Regions from separate parts of the Mus musculus genome. Here region 2 is linked to region 1. A link is a contact called in public HiChIP or PLAC-seq data. All regions are on one chromosome and are shown on one strand. The core of a region is the stretch at or near the end of the contact, and the rest is flanking DNA. Distances in the headings are between cores, read along the strand shown.

Evidence for each region. HiChIP or PLAC-seq counts read pairs in DNA pulled down with a chosen protein or histone mark.
Region 2: an H3K27ac HiChIP or PLAC-seq map of embryonic stem cells shows a contact between it and region 1, with 10 read pairs. The contact joins the enhancer-like site here to the promoter of Fam76a in region 1. A contact is called at or near these places in 1 of 39 promoter capture datasets (liver), 1 of 15 datasets of contacts at CTCF or cohesin (large pre-B cells), 8 of 484 Hi-C or Micro-C datasets (cerebral cortex, cortical neurons, embryonic stem cells and 3 more), 4 of 115 datasets of contacts at active chromatin or transcription factors (embryonic stem cells, epiblast stem cells and pancreatic cancer cells) and 3 of 9 other capture datasets (adipose tissue, liver and pancreatic islet).

What each region holds. Positions count from the first base shown.
Region 1 is chr4:132,921,116-132,923,845 of GRCm38.p6, reverse strand. It overlaps Fam76a (family with sequence similarity 76, member A), which reads left to right and starts at 1,295. Exons shown (of 9, transcript NM_145553.2): 1 at 1,295-1,488. The coding sequence starts at 1,408.
Region 2 is chr4:133,054,952-133,057,651 of GRCm38.p6, reverse strand. It overlaps Ahdc1 (AT hook, DNA binding motif, containing 1), which reads right to left. Exons shown (of 7, transcript NM_146155.3): 3 at 2,449-2,639. Among named protein-coding and RNA genes, the nearest start is that of Gm26615, 27 kb to the left of the region's middle. Within about 2 kb of position 1,366, at least 293 of the 459 cell types and tissues checked have an H3K27ac peak or open chromatin away from gene starts, as enhancers often do. A contact at or near this core is called in adipose tissue, cerebral cortex, embryonic stem cells and 5 more, where this site is marked.

The DNA of each region.
Region 1 (2,730 bases), core at 46-2,545:
CAGATGGTTCTGAGCCTTCATGTGGTTGCTGGGAATTGAACTCAGGACCTCTGCTGGCTCCAGCCTTGCTGGCTCCAGCCCCAAGATTTATTTATTATTATATGTAAGTACACTGTTGCTATCTTCAGACACACACTAGAAGAGGGCATCAGACCCCATTACAGATGGTTATGAGCCACCATGTGGTTGCTGGGAATTGAACTTAGGACCCTTGGAAGACAGTCAGCGCTGAGCCATCTCTCCAGCCCCACAAACACATTTACAAGTAAAAATAACTTTTAAAAAAGGTTTATTGTATGAATGATCATCGATATTTTCTATTCCTTTCTTTCCTCTCACTTCCTATGCCCTACCTCTTTTTCTTTCTCCAGTGCTAGAGATCAAACCAATCCCTAAGTCTCACACACACTAGAACGGACAGATCAATTAGCTCCATATTAAGTGAGGGGGACACAGAGACACACACACAAACTAAAATGTATTAAAGGTTTTGGGTCATGTACAGATGGCCTCCATACACACACAGCCAACCGATCTCAAGAGTATCATGGCCACCGTGTTCCTATTGCCTTTAATTCTAGCTTCAGGTCTCTACTGTTTTACCATTTTACAACTGCCCATCTTTTGTAAGTGCACGTGAGTGCAGGTGCCTGCTGAGTTAAGAGGCATCAGGGATAGCCCTGCAGCTGGAGTTACAGGCGATCTGAGCCTCCAGATGTGGGTGCTGGGAACCAAACTTTGCAAAAGCAGCATTCGGAGCCTTCTCTCCAGCCCATAGAGGACACTCATTTAATATCCTGCTTTTCCCCTCCGCCTGCTCCAAAGATAGACTTTCCTCCTTGGTTGCCAGTGGGTTTAAACTCCGGATGGTCTCGTAGTTCGAATCCGACGTTGCCCGACTGTCACCCCAATCCCACACTCCTTCGGCTAGCGGGAAGCTCCACGGCAACCCAAAACATCACAACTTCATCGAGTATCGCGAGAAGCTCCAATGCTCCCGCAGCCCCCGGAGAGGCGGAGCGAGGGCGGAGCCTCAGCGGGCAGGTGGGCGGAGCCCGAGGGCTTCCGCTATCCTACTCGGAAGACGCTCTTTTCAGGCGGCGCCCCCGCGTGACTGCGCTTTACATAATCGCGGCCCCGAGCGTCACAGTGGCGTAGTCCAACCCGGACCGAATCAGAGCCGTCGGGAACTCCACGTTCCGCCCCCTCCCGCGTGATCGACGTCCACGCGAGCCAGCGAACGGCCTCTGAGCACCGGAGAGCCCGCCCCTGCGCCCGCGGCCCGCCCTCGCCCGCCCGCCCTCCGCAGCCCGCGGCCCGGCCGCCGCCGCCAGGTTGTGCCTGAGACTGTCAGATAAAGCGGCGGGCCGGCGGGAGGGGCGGCGGCGATCACGGCCCGGGCCGGACATGGCGGCGCTGTACGCCTGCACCAAGTGCCACCAGCGCTTCCCCTTCGAGGCGCTGTCTCAGGGGCAGCAGCTGTGCAAGGTGCGCGGGCTGGGGCGGCGGCCGGGAGCTGGGGACGCTCCAGGCGCGGTTCGGAACTCTCGGTCCAGCGAGGACGGCTGCCGGGGTCCCCTCGGGCAGGGTGTGGCCGGCCCGTTTTGCGGACGAGCTGAGCCGGGCCCGCAGAGGACTGCAGGGTACTTGTGGGAGCCCCGGGCGGAGTCCAGGCCCTGGCAGCCGGCGTGTCCTGGTGCTTAGCAACGGCTGGGGTTTCTTCTCCGACCTGGTGAGGTCGCGGGAGGGGACAGCTCCCCTGTTTGTCCCCGACTGGCCCCCCGGGAAGATTTCCTTGGACCGCCTTCTCTTCTGATGTGGTCGTCTTGAGTGTAGAATGACGGTCCAGAGATTTCCCTTGTCCTGGATGAGATTGAACCCCGGAATCAGGTGCTGCTTGTGAGGAGTGTTTTGAACTCTGGACACTTCGTGGGCACTTTACAGCCGATCTCAAAGTTAGAGGTGGCAAGGCTTTATTAGGGAAAATGAAAAAAGTACCCCAACAGTGTCTTGGAACACACACGAACAGGGTGACTTTTTAGCATCTAATTGGTAGCCTTCCTCCTCATCCTAAGCATTTTTTAACCCCTGAAATGCCAGCGTTTTTATATATAACTTCCTCCCACCTCGTCGGTTCAAGAGAGCAACAGTTAAGTCGGCAAGCTCGTGCAGAGTTGCCGTTGACAGATCCTCAGATATTTCAGATACAGAATGTGTGTCTGTGTCCGTCCGCTGTGTGTAGTTCACCTCCCCGCGTCCCCCCAAAAAGATGCCCACATACTTTCCTTAAGCCACTTGGGTTTACTGAGTCCGAAAGATAGTGTTTGAAGGCCCCCTTGGACATAAAAACTTTGATCTAAACATTTTTCTTGTTTGTTTCCGAGGCAGGGTCATATAACTTGTAGCTCTGGCTGTCTTTGAACTCTCAGAGATCTATCTGACTGCCTCTGTCTTCCAAACGCTGGGATTAAAGTCGTGTACTGTTGCTCAGTCTAAGGCTGTATGATTCTTTGTTGTTATTTTTGTTTTTTGTTTTTCCAAGACAGGGTTTCTCTGTATAGCCCTGGCTGTCCTGAAACTCACTTTGTAGACCAGGCAGGCCTCGAACTCAGAAAATCCTGAACTCGGCCTCCTGAGTGCTGGGATTAAAGGCATGTGCCACCACCTCCCGGCTCTTTTTTTTTTTTTTTTTTTTTTTTAAAGGAAGTTCAATAAACAAGACAGCTTTAA
Region 2 (2,700 bases), core at 117-2,616, 130 kb before region 1:
GCCGGGAAGCGCCAGCCCACATCCTTGATCCCCAGCCCCACCCTCCCCCACTGTGGCTGTGACCACCCCACCCCTTCCCCAGCCCTCCTCCCCTCTCACCCACCCCTAACCTCCCCTGGGGAGCCAAGCTGCCAGTCCCAGCTCTCACTTCCGGCCTCATGACCCTCTCTGCAGCCTGCGAGCACTCCCCTCCCATTTCCCTCAGCCCCCTCAGTCTGAAGGCTCCTGGATGTCCTTAAGCTCTTAGCAGTGGGAAACATGGCTGCTCTGAAACCTTCCTCAGGCCCTCTCTTCTCCACGGAGGCGTTACCTCCCAGGACTGCCAGCCCCCTTTCTCTCAGGAATTTCATGTTTCACTCTCTTGGTCTTCCCTTCCTTTTAGCCCCTAGTGCCCACCTAATTCGTAGATCTTCTAGCAAGCAGACACTTGCCCTAGATCCTAAGAAGGACCAGTCACTTGTTTTTTTTTTTTTTTTAAGATTATTTATTTATTACATGTAAGTACACTGTAGCTGTCTTCAGACACACCAGAAGAGGGAGTCAGATCTCGTTAGGGATGGTTGTGAGCCACCATGTGGTTGCTGGGATTTGAACTCTAGACCTTTGGAAGAGCAGTCGGGTGCTCTTACCTGCTGAGCCATCTCACCAGCCCCAGTCACTTGTTTTGCATTTAAATGTGAACACAGAGAGGCTTAGTCATGCCCTTAAGGACACACAGCCATGCCAATCAGCTTTGTTGTCACCTAAGTTTGGTTTTGTTGGGATCCTTTAAGTCAAATTGCTTCATCATCCAAAGATTCAGACTAGCCCTGGCCTCCTCAACTATCTCAACTACCACTTCTAATCTCTTTTCCCCCAGTTTGTTATCAAGATGCACTACCTCCCCTGACCACTAGGTGTCCCCCTGGAGCCACTGATGCCCCAAGGGGAACTGGTCCTGCCCCGCCCCCATCATCTCCCCCAACCCCAGAACAGTACAGCACTGCATACCCCACCCTACCCTATCCTCAGCCACACAGAGCTCCTTTGTACAGCCCCCGCCCACCCTCTTCCTGTCCAGAGTGGGGCACCTGGCAAGCAGGTCTGTTCCTGAACCGCCCCCTGCCAGCCCCTTGCCCCGAGTGCCAGGTGTGTAGGCGCCACTGCCAGCTCTCACTGAACCCGAGGGTCACCTCATTGGCAGCCCTCCCTTCCTCCCTCCGAGGTCACCCAGGGACTGTGCTTTCCGCCCCACTCCACCCCCATTCCCTCCTGCCCTTGGCCCTTCCAGACTCCTGTCCTTGTCTTTCCTTCTGTCTCCCAGAGGACTCCCTCTTCCAGTACCACTAGCACCTCCTCCCACCTCTCTCCCGCCCCCGCCCACATCCCTCCCCAGAGAGAGCCAGTTCGGCCACGCCCCTCACTGCCGACCAGGTCGGAAGAACTCCTCCCCCTGGAAAGTCACTGTTGAAAAGGAAGTGACTTCAGCAGTTTGGCCACAAGGCTGGGCATTGCTGAGCCCAGCGCAGCCCAAGTCCTGCCCAGCCCACCTCCAAAACACAAAGGGAGCCATGTGCACATGCCACCTCACCTTGTGCTCAGAACCCTGAGCACACACAAACCCACCCAAGGGTGTTTGAGTCTTGGTCCACTAGTACCCTGTGTGGTAGACAGCCCAGGATACCCACACCTGCATAGGATCCATAGCCAGCAGTCACCACTACAGCACACATGTGAAGCTCTTAACTATTCCCCCCACATAGGCCACTTATGTAACTCTTGCATACACAACCCTGTGCACTAAGGACAGAGAGCCCCACACACCTGCTTGCACACAGACCCAGCACAGCACATTTACAGCCTCACATCCTCCTGCAGCCCTGCCTCCCCACCCTTCCCATCCCTGGAGGCCCAACCCCCATGCAGACCTCAGGAATGCTCCTTTGGAAGTTGGGTGGGGTTTCCAGCAGGCTAAACTCTAAGGAGCTTCCTGGAGCCTGAGGCTTCATGTGTCAGTTCAGGGAGTTGCCTCTATAGGGCAGGGCAGCCCCACCTGGCCTCTGTGGCTGGGAGCCTGGGTGGGCTAAACCTGGGCCACAAGAAAGATGGGTCCTGCCATGGCCTGCCCTGCGGCCAGCTGCCGGGCATGCAATCACACCTGGACTACCATGGCCTCTCAGCTCTGTAGAGGAGTCCTGGGGAGGTCAGCTGCATATATCAGGCACGCTGGCTTCCACCTCTGCCCTGAATCCTGGTCACCGTCACAACCCATCTCTCCGCCCAGTTCTCCAGGTCATGGAGGCATAGGGAAGAGTCCTCAGGCTAGGAGGCAGGATGCTAAGGGACTCACTGTGCCACATGAGCCTCTATTCCCTTCTCTGGATAATGGGGAGTTCGAATAGGCTAGATTAATGTCTCTCTCTCTGCCTAAGCTAAGAGGCGATCTTTGTTACACTGGCTCACAGTTACCTGCGCAGGCTCTGCAGAGGCTGGACTCAGCAAGAAAGGGCTGTCTCCACCAGCATCAGCTTCTCCAGGGTAGTCTTTGCAGAGGCCTGAGCAGTGCCACTCCCCCGGTCACCTGGGACCCTCGGCACTCACTCAGCTGGCTTGGCTCTGGGGTCCAGGCCGATGGGTAGACAGTCAGGCAACCTCCCCATCTGTAGAAGCAAACACAGCACACCAAAGATAAGCATAGATGGAGCATGGACGGAGGAGTCA